Regions from separate parts of the Mus musculus genome. Here all the other regions are linked to region 1. Evidence: chromatin contacts called from public HiChIP or PLAC-seq and promoter capture Hi-C data. All regions are on one chromosome and are shown on one strand. The core of a region is the stretch at or near the end of the contact, and the rest is flanking DNA. Distances in the headings are between cores, read along the strand shown.

Region 1 (3,259 bases), core at 452-2,951:
TATTCTCCCTGGGGGCTTTTCAAGGCTGGCTCAGAGCAACTATGCATGAGCTTTGGGGGACTTTATGACTGGGGCTAACCCTGGCTGAGAGCTCTCACACTCCACAGGAGAGTGCCAGGGGGTGAATGATCCAGCCTGTCATTCCTTGACTCTAGTGAAACCTTTAGCGTTTCTCAGCGGTTCTCCACTTGATACTGCTGGTGGATCTTCTCAGCTACCCCAGCTGCCCTGCTCCGGCCTCTTCTGATGGTGCCTGTCTATGTAGAGAGCATCATAAATACCCCACCAGGTTGGATAATAGGGAACATGTGGCCACTTTCACTAACTAGATCTTTCCCTATGTCTCTGAATGTCAAAGGTCTGGTTTCATTGAGCAACTAAGAAGTGGGTGTGGAGGAAAAGCCCTGGATAAGGCACGGTGGAGAATTCTGGGTCAGTCGCAGACATAGCAGCACATGGGCATGACAGCTCACTGCTCAATAGCCTAGTAATACGAACAAAAACGGGAGTTGGGGGATCAAAAGTAAAGGACAGGGGCATAAAAGGGACTAGGGGTCTATCCAGGCAATAATGCTTGATTCTTGCTGAGAACATTCTTTCCAGAAATCCGAAAGGGGAAAAAAAAAATCCTAAATAGCAATCTCAAACTCACAATGACTCAAAGAGTTCCTGTTTTCTCTGTTTGAACAGCAAAAAAAGATAAGCCAGAAAAATGACCATGCAAAGTCACATTGGATACCAGAGTCCTGAGGGATGGATGGGTTCAGGGGGAAAAAGCAGAAACATTTCCTCTCCTAGGGACAATCCTTCCCTCTCGCAAAGAACAAAATCCCAGGAATTCTGTAAATTTCTGCTTGTCCATATCTAGGGACCTAGGCAAGTCCAGAAAACCCACAGCTATCACTCCTAGACTTCACAGTCACCACTAGGAGCTGGCTCAAAACTGGACTCTAAAAGCAACAAGAAAAAGAACTCATAGGAAGTTACTTGATTCTGGACGAAAATAATTAGATCAACATTGTCATAGTTTAGTGAAAAGGACTTGCCGATTTGTGAGAGTGGACCCAGCCCTGGACATGTCCAGGGCTCCCCTTTCCTAGGGAGCCCAAAACAGGTACTCAGAGGAAAAAAAAAAAAAAAAAAAAAAAAAAACGCACAATGAGACCCAGGTGCGTCACGCCACAAAGATCCTAGGCAGAAAAAAGGGAGCTGCCCCTGTGAGCTCACGTCCCTAAATGACCCAAACTGGAAAAAATGGGTTGATGCGGACCCTTGGATCCCGGAGCACAGGAGCCAAACAAGACAATAGAGCCATAAAGAAGAAAATGACAGGAAGAGCTGGAGGAGCTCTGGAAAGGGACCGGAGAGGAGTGCAGAAATGGAGCTGGAAGAAGCGCCCGGAGAAGGGGGCGTGGAGTGAATCTGCCACGGACGTCCACGGTTGCTTCCAGGCGCCACAGACACGGGGATAGCTCCCTCCCTCCGCCCACCTGCCCCGCCGCTCCCCGCGTCCCGCACCGTGTTGTAGAACTCGGCAATGGCAGGCACGATAGTGTAGTTGTCCTCGCACCAATCCACCTCCGAACTGCCAGCCCGCAGGTGGTCCCACCAGTGCGGGGCGCCCATGGCCGCTCTGGAGCATCGGAGCAGCTTCTCTGCAGCGGCGACCGGCCCGAGCGGCTGCGAGGCACACTGTGCGTCTGTGGCTTTATGCGGTGCGGGACAGCCTCCGGATACGGCGCCTCCCCGCGGCCCTCCCAAGCCGGGCTGTGCCCGCCTGCCACCGCCGGGACACTCACGCCCCAGCCCCGCCCCCCGGAGTCCCGGAGCACGGCGGCCACGCCCACCCGGGGCGGGACCTGACAGGCTTGGGGAACCCCCAAGGGTAGGACCGGGGCTGGGGTGGAAGTCGGGACTCTCCGGTTCCACCGTGGTTGGTGGCAAAGGTCTTCGGAGTCGCTCTTGTCCGCGTGCGTCCAGGTTGTGTAAAGAACGCCAAAACGGCCCCTACCCTTTGTAAAAATGTAAAGTACGGAAAAACGCACAGAGACCCGGACCTCTTTGGACTCCGGGGTAGTTCGCAGCAATTTTCTTCACTGCACTAGGGACACCAATTCTCACGCCTAAGGAATATTCTTGTTCCTCTTGAAGGCAGAACAGCTTTACCAGACCCAATTCGTTGCTGGCTAGGATAAAAAGATTCTCAAGGCTGTAGCAACAGGTTCTCTGGACCCTGCCAAGCATCCTGGGCCACCCACACCAGGAGAGCATTTCTGTAGTACTGAATGTTTAGTCATTTATGGGTAACATAAGACTTGGGGAAACCTTCGGCCATCCCAACCCACAGAAGATGCAGGTAAGAACACACAAGTACAGAACGTAATACATACATAGTTGTATATAGTACATATAGTATTATGAGCTGGGCACTGTTGAGAGAGTGTTCGTTCATATGTCACTCATTAGGTGTCCCCGGTGGCATCCTGGGTAGCGGGTTCTGTTAACCTTTCTACCTTTCTCTTCCTCAGACACCCACACAGCCATTGTCTCCACGGCTGGCAGAAGCTGCCAGTCTCCACCTCCTGTTTACGAAATCCAGCTTTATTCCTTACAGGCCAAACCACTCCTGTGACCTCATTATCCCACCTTCTGTCCCCTCTCCCTTCTCTAGAGCCGGTTCTACTGAAGGTCTTCTGGAACCCAAGAAGAAGAACATAGACTGTGACCTCCTTCTAGGGTCAGTTACAGGCTAGCAGGAGTGAGCAGGCCAGAGCCACAAACGAAAAATGCACTATAAGGGCTCCCTGCACAGTAATGGCTCCCCCACTGTTGTATATTCAACACCAGCTGGTCCAGCAGAACTGCTTTCTCATGTGATCATATTTTTCTCCTCCCGATAGCTTAGGCAAAAATAAGCTGGGTGTAGTGGCACAAGCTTGTAATCCTGGAAAGAAAAACTATCCATTATCTATCTATCCAATATGATATAAAACAGTTACTGTGTATGGCAATTTTCTGAATTTGTGGTCCACGTGATCAAAATGTTTCTTGTTAGTACTGTAACATTATTTATCATTTGCAACATTTTTATTTTTGATTTTTTTTTGAAACAGGGTTTCATGCAAGCCAGGCTGGCCCCCAAAGTGTTAGAATTTATAGGCACATACCATCACATCCAGGTTCTCTCTCTCTCTCTCTGTCTCTCTCTCTCCCTCTCCCTCTCCCTCTCCCTCTCCCTCTCCCTCTCCCTCTCCCTCTC
Region 2 (3,259 bases), core at 272-2,771, 320 kb after region 1:
AAAGGCAAGAAATAACTTTGCTGTACTTAAGACTGATCAGTAAGTGGTATTCCTGTATGGGCCCTATCAACCAGGTACCAGTGGAATTCCAGCAGCTGGCAGTGGTTTGCTGACTTCGGTTTTTAGTCTGCGATGGAAGAAAGAACTCAGAGCACACAGCAGCTCAGCACTGCTGCAATCCATGACTCTTCAGACACTCGAAGCTCACACTGATAACATCAATTCCAGCTCTCTGGTCCACATGGTAGAAAGAGGAAACCAACTTCTCCAGGTTGTCTTCTGATCTCCACATGAGTCTTGGCCCACATGGCTCTCTTTACCCAGAACCTGCGATAAGCAAATGTAAAATAAAATAAAATAAAATAAAATAAATAAAAGCAACAAAAAGAAACAGTAATGTTTAAGTCCAAACATTCTCCTATAGTAGTAGACTGTATGGTATGCTACCGCACTTCTTTTGCTTGCTTTTGAGAAAGGGAGAGCCATGTAGCCCAGAACTTGCCTCCTTGCCCCAGATGCTGGAATTCTAGACTTGTGCTGCCACACCCAGCTCGAGAGCAGAGGCCCTTGACTTTGTTTTATTGTCAGAGTAAGCTGCTATCTTGTGAAAACACAATTCCCAGAATAGTTGTTTTCACTGCTTTGAAATAGAGTGAAGTCTCACTTTGTAGCCCAGGCTGGCCTTGACCTTGCAGCAACCCTCCTGCCTCAGTCTGTGCCGGGATCACAGGCTGAAGCCATCATGTGCTCTGACTGGTGGTTATTTGATACAGGAGATTCCAGGGCAGAGGTCTGCAGTGGTTTTCAGGACCGGCTTAGATATTAGGGAAGAGAGGTCAGAGGCCACAATAGAAGCTCCATAGCTGCGCTCCTTGAAGTGTGGGCTCTGGGCCAGCATCAGTAGCATCATTAAAAACTTGTAAGAGACACGTGTTTTCTGGAACCCATATTTCAGAAACAACAAACTCAGGGTGGGGTCTGGCAATCTGATTTTTGTCAAGCCTTGAGGTTCTGATGCTGCTAACATTTGAGACGTCCCTGCTTCTAGGCGTCATTACCTGAGCAATAGAGGGCTGGACCCTCTCATGCTGCTTTGTTCTCAAAAGCAGAGGCCTGTGGTTGAAAGCAATTCCAAGATGCAGGCAGCCAGGTATAGATTTTCCAGGAAGATCTGGAGATGGAATTCAGGGTCAATATTCTGGAGGTCCGGGCATGCATTTCCTCCAGACGGACAATGTGTCCTAGGGATGGAAAGTGCCACCCGACAAGATACTTTTCATTGTCTTTGCATTATGTGACCGTGCTGTTGGTTAACTCTGGGACTCGGAGGCTTCCTAAAGCCCTCCAAGGTATCTTCCATCTTCCTTCCAAGTTCCAGTGGGAGAGTCCCTGTCTTGGGTCTGCCAGGTGAGATACTAGGTGAAGTCTGACCTCACAGGAGGCCCTTATGATGTCATTGCCACCTCAAGATGCCCTCCTCTGTGACTTTGAAGGTCATAGAGGACTCAGTCCTGGGCCCTGTGGCTTGCAGGGGCCAGGCTGTGCTGGCAGGTGGGTGCTTCCCACTGGCCGCAGTGGCAGCAGCTTACAGACGTGAGCCGGCCTGGCTTGCTGTCTGTGCTAAGTGCTGCCTGTTTGCCCAAGGCCAGCCTCAGGAAAGGAATAGACTACAGAATTTTGCAAAAGGGCCACCTAAGTTTCCTTCTGAGCAAAACAGCATCGGTCAAGGCACCGAAGAAGTGTGATCGTTGTCCCAGGCAGCTGGGATCCTCTAGGCGATTGCCTTAGTGGAAAGTCCGAGGTGAAGGATGGGGAAGAGGACTTGCATCTGCAACCTGTGCTCCTGCGGGTAAGGTAGTCCTCCCAAGGGCAATCTGGGGAGGGGAGCCTGATTTTCACACTCCCTAGGGTGCCAAGCCCCTTTCCTGGAACGAAGACAGGATGTGTCTTCTTCATCCCGCTGCTTCGCTAGGCAGCATCGCACTGGATTCGGGTTTTAAACTGCAACATTGTTGACTAATATTTGATGCACACATGTCGAATCAGCGCTGATCAGGTAGTGTGTGTGTGTGTGTGTGTGTGTGTGTGTGTGTGTGCGCGTGTGTGTTTTCTGCAGGGTAGAGATTCAGGCACTTTGAGAGTGGGCTGGGCCCAGCCTTGTCTACATGCTGTTAAGACATGATGGAAACCCTGGACAGGCTGGGGCCGGTCTTGTTTCTTCTGTTGCAATTGTTAGAACAATAGTTCTTTTGTGTGGGTGAGTTTCTCACTTACAGAAATTGGTACTTTGGGAGCCATAGTGCACGGGCACCAACTGTTGCAGTGTTGAAATAAATAGCTAATCCAGGGGCGAGTTCGCTGTAGTTTTTGGGCAGGATGCCTTTCTGCCCCTTGTCTTCAGGGCCATGATGGTGCAAAGCACAGTGAAGGCAGGGTTTTGGAGAGGAACGTTGGGCTGCGGTCTCTGAGATGGTCCTTCTGGCTGCTTTGCCAGGACAGCTAGGGAACTGCAGGGCTGTGCCAGCCAGGGGATAGCAGAAGGGGCAGTACATAAACTTGCTTCCCAGGCTTCTGGCTAAGACCAAGTGAAAGGAGTGGCCTCGGGGACTAGCCCTCTGGGGTTGTCACTAAATGTGGGATCTGGGCTAGGAACCGAACGTCTCCCCATTCAAATTTCCCTAGGAATACTCTCCTCACAGGACTATTACAAGTGAAGGGATAGGGTGTATGTCTATGCACATGGATTCTATCTATTCTGTTAATACCCTAAGATCTGCAAAGGATTTTACAGCTACATATGTTACATGAAATAACAAAATTATTGTATTTGGGAGAATAGGTTAAGAGGACACTCTGAAAACAGAAGACTTTGAATTCTCAGGAATCAGTGCTCATTAGAGTGGACTGGGAACTTTAAAATAGGTGTCATTGCTCCAGCTGTTCATGAGCAATCTCTAAGGACAGTCCCATCAGCAGACTCCAGATAGATACTGCCATTTCCCAGAATTCTGAGCTCTGCTACCTACAAGTGTGGCTCTTGTTTTCGAGGTTTGTCAGGTGGGACCAGCCAGTGTCCAGGGCTAATTTTTCATACTACCGAACATTCAGTTTGTTTTTTTTTTCTAAGACTTTGCTTCCTTGTGGGGCCTTTTGCATCACTCCTGGCTCCATCTCTGCTCTCAGAAGAGTGGGGTTGAAGTCTTTGAGTCCCATCTTTGCACAGTATGTAGTCTAGGAAGACGGGGACTCATCAGGGGTG
Region 3 (3,259 bases), core at 486-2,985, 300 kb after region 1:
TTCCAGCCCCTTGAGTCTTTACCACTACTACATCTGCTACCAAGCATTGCCAATTTGCCAGCTAAATGATACTTGAGGATAATCAGAATCTATAAAGTACCTGCAAATTATTTCAAACAACATTTTAAATTGCTAATAAGTTTATTCATGATTGAAACCAAGGAGGATTTAGAAATACATTTTAATATCTTGCTGATAAAATAGTAACATTCCACCTTTGTGATCTGATAATACAGAAGATAACTGCTTTAATACTCTATTATAACCAGGTAACCAGAACACACACACATACACACACACCCACCCACACCCCACCTACTTTAGTGTTAACACCACACTAACTTTTCATAAAGGCCGTCTTGAAGATCTCTACTTGATAGCTGAGTAAATAGCGTCCAATACTAAGACTAGGGAAGAGATGAGATAGTAAGCACACGTTTCAAGCTCACTTTTAAGCACATGACATTATGAATATTAAAGACAAATGATGCAAAAAAAAAAAAAACACCGTAATTCAGCATTTTACTAAAGAGCATTTGGCATTATTTCAACGCATGAGGAGGCTGTGCTTGGGCCCATCTACTCTTTCTAGCTTCTCAAAGTGTTTCCTGGCATTACGAATGTTGATCAGAGTAGCTGCAGAAGGGATGGATGGATCTGACATGACCACCATCACGTACGTGTTTGATGTAAAGATGTCGATGAAGGCAGCGAAGTTAGAATTCCTCACTTCCATGCTCTGGAAAGAAGCGGCCAATTTACTGCAGCTCAGCTTAAACTGCTTGATGATGTTGCTGATCTTCTCAAAGCGGTGCACATCTCGCTGCTCTTTGCACTGGTAGTGGGAAATCACCAAGAACGTAGCTCTCTCGAACAGCAGAACTTCATCAGCCTCAATAATCTGGGCAAAATTCCTTAGGTTCATCTCCAGCTGCTGAACGTTGGGGATCAGCTGATAGACGATGCTGGACCAGGCTTTGTAGAGCGTCTCATCCCAGATGGACGTTCGAAAACAAGCGCACTCCAGCGGGCGAGACAAACGCCTCAGGTCTTCCTCTCGCTCTTTAAAAATCAGGTCACGTTGATCTTCCTGAACCAGATCCATTTTGTGCACCAGGCAGAAGATTTTGGCGTCAGGTGAATTCTGGAGGATGGCTTCCAGACACGATTGGTAATAATGCATATCTTTTTCCAGTTCGCGGCTCTCTACGTCAAACACGTATATCAGAACCTCCACATTACGGAAGATGTTGTCCCGCTGGCTGGTGAAGTAATTTTCCATAAAGGTGTCCTGGCCGCCACAGTCCCACAGGTTCAGCACCAGGTTCCCCAAGAATCGGACGTGGGAGTGCTCCACGTCGATGGTGGCACCCAGGCGCCTAGTGTCGCGCGCAATATAATTTGCAAAGATGATCGACCTCATGCTGGTCTTCCCCGACCCGCTCTTTCCCATCAACAGCACCTTTTTCTTCATGGCTGTATTGGGCATCACCTGCCGGCGTCGCCACGGACTGGGCCTGAGGCACGGCCTAACGGCGGACCGACCAAGGATGGGGACGGCGGGACACCGAGCACCGACCGGCAGCGGAGGCCGTGCACGCGAGCTGGGGGCAGGAAAGACCGCGGCGAGGCGAGGTCTCAGAAAACAGCGCCCGAGGCAATGGCCACAGCCGCTCCGAGCTAGCGAGAGCAGACCAGTGATGTGATCAGCTTCGGCCCGGCCGCCACCCACTTCCCGCCGGCATCTCGCGAGAACTCCGAGGGCCTGCCGCCACCCACTTCCGGTGGCGACATCGCGAGAACGTCGGCTACTCCTTTGAGACCCTTGGAATTCTAAGAAACTGCTTCTTCCATTGCAATCTAGCGCACAGCGAGTTAAAATGAAAGGGCGAGCCCACGCTGGGGTTTTGTTCTGCTTGGGTTGCCCTGGGTCTTTGCAGAAGGGGTCGAGTGAACCTGGGAGGGAGAATGCTGCCCCCGCGTGGCCAAAAGTCCTCACACGCCCACTGCCATTATCACCTCAGAGAGATAATAGTGCTGTAGGCTTGACAATCAGGCAGGTAGAGGAGCGGGGATGACAAATGAAAACCAGCAGAAAGAGATTTCGAAAAACTAATTGCCCAGGGCTAGGCAGTTCCTTACCAGGGAGACATCCTGATTCCTTGTTCTTTTTACCTCAGCTTGAGAATGTGTAATTAGAATCCAAAACTCGAGTAGAGGGTAATATGGAACACCATGCAATAGCTTCGTCCTCACGGTTACCGTGTGAACAACTGTTTTCAAACCTGAGGGGGTTAACGAGTCTGAGTGCCTTAGAAGGTCTGCTCACTTAGCCATAGGCCACATGGCCTCAAGCCTTTAAGAAGAGATAAGCAGTGTCATCCAGTAAGTTGAGGCTGAGTCAGTAGAATTACCAGGGCACGTCATATTCCTAAATTAGGACACTGCATCCTTATTGTAAAGCCCTTTCCAGGTTGTATACTACACTGTACCAATGAAGACATTTTCTCACTTATTCATTCAAAAATTGGATGTTGGGGCTAGAGACATAGCTTATCATTTAAGCCATGGTCTCCCGCACAGATATGGTGCACACACACACACACACACACACACACACACTGCTCTTCCAGAGAACCTGGGTTTGCTTCCCAGCACCACTGTGACTCCTTGAAACTGTAACTTCAGTCCAGGGGATGATGCCTTCTTTCAACCTCTGTGGGCACTGCATGCATATGATGCATAGACACACAGGCAAAATATGAATTTACATAAATAATGTTTACAATATGCAAGAAAATTCAAAAGTGGGCTGGCAAGATGGCTAAGCGGGTAAGAGCACTGACTGCTCTTCTGAAGGTCCTGAGTTCTAATCCCAGTAACCACATAGTGGCTCACAACCACCCCGTAATGAGATCTGATGCCCTCTTCTGGTGTGTCTGAAGACAGCAACAGTGTACTTATCTATAATAATAAATCTCTGGGCTGGAGTGAGCAGAGGTCCAGAATTCAATTCCTAACAACCACATGAAGGCTCACAAGCATCTGTGTAGCTACAGTGTACTCATATACATAAAAAAAGACAATTTAAAAGTAATCATTGTTGCAGGATATTTGATCACACTGAACCCTGAGAGTGTATTGTTTACTAAAAGACAAACAAAAACAAAAAAACGATTTCTAGTTGTGATGTGGCTCAGTCATAGCACACACCTTTAATTCCTCTGGTTAGAATACAGATATGCCCTTAGAACACACT
Region 4 (3,259 bases), core at 396-2,895, 260 kb after region 1:
TTACAATAGAGAATGTCTACATTCGTATCCATTAGGAATAATTTTCTGGCTAAACATCCATCACCTGTCTCAGCTCCACAGGTTCACTGAAGGTTTAAAACCATAACTAAGTTATTAGTGAAGTTTTGTATAGATAAACCCAGTCAATATTTTATCTTCTGTCCTAGCACCTATAATAAATCATTAGTTCCCTTTATATGACTTTTGGTTAATTGTTTTATCACCTCTTGGAATGTGCTCTGAATAGGAGAAAATCTGGTTACCATCTAAGAACTGGTAACATGTGGAAAATTGGCCGAGTTCTCATTGCAGTTTTGACTATCAAAAACGACTTAATAGGAGTCCCAGTAAAAATGAGCTTAATAATCACAGATAAAATTTTAGGAATTCTTATAGGATCATCATGATGACTTAAGTCATCTATTTGTCTATATGGCATCACTACAAGACAATACATCTTCATGGATCTGCAGAGATCTGCTCCAAAGGGGTGTGCTACTACTTAGTGATTGTTATATATTTTTAATAATAACAGGAAAAGCAATATTAATAGCAGGAATCTTCCCTAAAATGAATTCCTTACAGCCTTGCTTAATAAGGGTGCACCTGTCGCAGGTCATCTAATAATCCGAAGTAGACCACTTCAGGATGATGCTTGTCCCATTATGACTCCTGACACTCAGCAGAGAGACAGACTTTGTTGTAGTTGTTATTCGAGATAGGGTTTCTCTGAATAGCTCTGGCTGTCCTGGAACTCACTCTGTAGACCAGGCTGGCCTGCAACTCAGAAATCCGCCTGTCTTCTCCTCCCAAGTGCTGCCCGGTGAGAGACAGATTTCTAGTACAGCAAGTTGAAGTATGGCTGGTGGTGCCTCCCACAAAGATGGAGAGCATTCCAGAATTAGGAATTCAGGGTCATCTTCCTTTGGGAAGGGAGTTCAAGGCCAGAGGAGGCTAAAAGAAATCTCGACTTGCAACCTCCACGACCAAAGAAACATTTGATAATAAAAATTTTGCCAAGCACTCTAGATGAGGTGATCAATGAACAACTCCATCGGCCCCTGTGACTCTTGCCCATTAATTCATATAGTAGGAAGGCAGGTACAGTCTTCGACGCCAGACTGCGCTACATAAAGTTAGAGCTACATAGCAAGATCCTGCCTTTTTGGTTTTGCTTTGTTTTATTTCGAGACAGGGTTTCTTTGTGTAGCTCTGGCTGTCCCGGAAATCAGTAGTGTTCTCGAACTAACAAAGTTCTTCTCCTCTGAGTACTGGGATTAAAGGAGTACACCGCTGCCTCCACCGGACAAGACCCTGTCTTAAAATAAAGGAAAAGATGATTTGTTTAGGGCCATACACCTGCATCACTCACTATAAGGAGCTACAATGTAGCTTTTACTGAACAGCAATCACAACCCGAGCAACAGAAACCTAAAACGCAAAGAATCCGGAACTAAGGCCGGGAGGGCTCTAGAAAACACCCGGTTTCCGGACCTTGGGGCAATTGGCTGGTCACGCAATGCTTTGTGGGTCTTATAGTTTCTCTCAGGGACTTCATGTGCCCGGAGACAGGGATGCATTGCATGGTGGGAGATTGAGTCCTCTTAGGAAGACCAGTCCCGGAAGTCGGGACTGCGCCTGCGCCTGCGCAGTGTAGTCTTCCGCAAGCGCGGGAGTCTTGGTTTGCGTGGAGCGCTGCAGTCACTGTCTGTTTTTCTGGGCGCGTTCGGCCTTTTGTGGTGGGATGGCTCTCGGAGAGGAGGCAGCGGGCGGCCGCCGCAGAGGGGTTGTCGTCACCCCGGGATGCCTGTAGGAGGGGTCCAAGGGTCCTCACGGCTTCGGTGCCTTCGTTTTCCTCCGTCACAGTCGCCCTGCCCGTGGAAAGCATGAGCTCGGCCCGGGACTCCGCTTTCGAGAAGCAGCATCTCTGGATGTACCTGCAGGCGCTGGGCTTGGATCCGAGCTCCAGCATCACGTTCGGCGGGAAGATGGTGCCGCACGCGCACCTTGGAGAGTAAGGAGATCTGGGGCGGTGGCGCGGTCCTTGGCGTCCAGTCACTGGCGGCAGAACCCTGTGGTGGGGGACTGGTCGTCACCAGTGTAAGGGATGCGGGTGCGGGACGCTTTAGAGGCGTGCTCTGCAGTTGAGGCACAACGGCGGGCCCGCTTAACCCTGCCTTCGTGGTCTGTAGTTGGTGGGAGGCGTCGGGGAACTATATATGCAAACATCTTATAAGTAGTTAACTGTGGGTTTAAACTTTGAATCCGAACTAAAACATGTTACAGCTAGCAAAAACATAATAATGTGTGGGAATGAAAATCAAAAGCCGATACCCTTTCCTTTGCCACTTCAGTTATGGTTGCGATCACAAAAAGAAATACTTTGTTTATATTTGTATACTTTAGACACGAGCTTCCGGTTTCAGGCCCCCTTTCCTCCTTATAATTTAATGGAAAGAATGATTCTATTATTACTATATCACCATCATCACCATTATTACTATTTTTTTTTTTCGAGACAGGGTTTCTCTGTATAGCCCTGGCTGTCCTGGAACTCACTTTGTAGACCAGGCTGGCCTTGAACTCAGAAATCCGTCTGCCTCTGCCTCCCAAGTGCTGGGATTAAAGGCGTGCGCCACCACCGCCCGGCTACTATTATTTTTATTTTGAGACAAAACCCCCCTCTCTGTAGTAATGGGAGGTGTGCTGGGATTTTAATTCCATCGCCTTGCTCCTCCAGATTGCTGTTTTGCTTGCTTGTATGTCTTGTGTGAGGTTGTCAGATCTTCTGGGACTGGAGTTACAGTTTAGATCTGCCATGTGGATTCTGGGAATTGAACCCGTGTCTTTTTGGAGGCGCAGACACTGTTAGTAACCTGAGACATCTCTCCAGTCTCAATGAATTTTGTCTTTTGTTTGATTTTTGTTTTTGTTTGTTTGTTTATTTTTCAAGACAAGGCTTCTGGACCTCTTTTTGTGGACAGGCTAGCCTTGAACTCAGATACCAGCCTGCCCTTGCCTCTTATGTGCTGGGGATTAAAACGTCCCACCAACCATCCCTAGTTAAATTAACTTTGTTTTGTTTTTTGATGCTTTAGACATTTTTATGCAACCTCAGTTAAGTAGGTATATGATAGTATGCAATCATTCACTTGTAGTAGGTTATACATGTTATTTTAAAGCAATTCCATGGCATACATGTAATTTTACTATTAGGGACGAAAGTAAATTTGCATACTAAAGGATGCTCCCCCATTTT

Evidence for each region. HiChIP or PLAC-seq counts read pairs in DNA pulled down with a chosen protein or histone mark. Capture Hi-C pulls out chosen DNA fragments and counts their contacts.
Region 2: a contact with region 1 is called in a promoter capture Hi-C map of liver. The contact joins the promoter of Saxo1 here to the promoter of Acer2 in region 1. A contact is called at or near these places in 5 of 39 promoter capture datasets (the 3T3-L1 cell line, fetal liver, liver and 2 more), 2 of 484 Hi-C or Micro-C datasets (the G1E-ER4 cell line and rod photoreceptor), 1 of 115 datasets of contacts at active chromatin or transcription factors (T-cell acute lymphoblastic leukemia) and 1 of 9 other capture datasets (liver).
Region 3: an H3K27ac HiChIP or PLAC-seq map of double positive thymocytes shows a contact between it and region 1, with 4 times the contacts expected there. The contact joins the promoter of Rraga here to the promoter of Acer2 in region 1. A contact is called at or near these places in 6 of 39 promoter capture datasets (the HPC-7 cell line, hematopoietic stem and progenitor cells, liver and 3 more), 7 of 484 Hi-C or Micro-C datasets (CD4 T cells, CD8 T cells, the G1E-ER4 cell line and 4 more), 16 of 115 datasets of contacts at active chromatin or transcription factors (CD4 single positive thymocytes, the SCID.adh cell line, bone marrow-derived dendritic cells and 12 more) and 3 of 9 other capture datasets (adipose tissue, liver and macrophages).
Region 4: a contact with region 1 is called in a promoter capture Hi-C map of adipose tissue. The contact joins the promoter of Haus6 here to the promoter of Acer2 in region 1. A contact is called at or near these places in 13 of 39 promoter capture datasets (the C10 cell line, the HPC-7 cell line, cranial neural crest and 9 more), 3 of 484 Hi-C or Micro-C datasets (CD4 T cells, LSK cells and regulatory T cells), 4 of 115 datasets of contacts at active chromatin or transcription factors (the SCID.adh cell line, embryonic stem cells, memory CD8 T cells and 1 more) and 3 of 9 other capture datasets (adipose tissue, liver and pancreatic islet).

What each region holds. Positions count from the first base shown.
Region 1 is chr4:86,872,856-86,876,114 of GRCm38.p6, reverse strand. It overlaps Acer2 (alkaline ceramidase 2), which reads right to left and starts at 1,701. Exons shown (of 6, transcript NM_139306.3): 1 at 1,519-1,701. The coding sequence starts at 1,626.
Region 2 is chr4:86,556,565-86,559,823 of GRCm38.p6, reverse strand. It overlaps Saxo1 (stabilizer of axonemal microtubules 1), which reads left to right and starts at 1,521. Exons shown (of 4, transcript NM_001081096.1): 1 at 1,521-1,849. The coding sequence starts at 1,809. It overlaps Saxo1os (stabilizer of axonemal microtubules 1, opposite strand), which reads right to left and starts at 1,380. Exons shown (of 2, transcript NR_131920.1): 1 at 1,059-1,380; 2 at 20-327.
Region 3 is chr4:86,574,149-86,577,407 of GRCm38.p6, reverse strand. Rraga (Ras-related GTP binding A) reads right to left here and starts at 1,735. Exons shown (of 1, transcript NM_178376.3): 1 at 123-1,735. The coding sequence starts at 1,489. The coding sequence ends at 548.
Region 4 is chr4:86,610,441-86,613,699 of GRCm38.p6, reverse strand. It overlaps Haus6 (HAUS augmin-like complex, subunit 6), which reads left to right and starts at 1,645. Exons shown (of 17, transcript NM_173400.3): 1 at 1,645-2,014. The coding sequence starts at 1,887.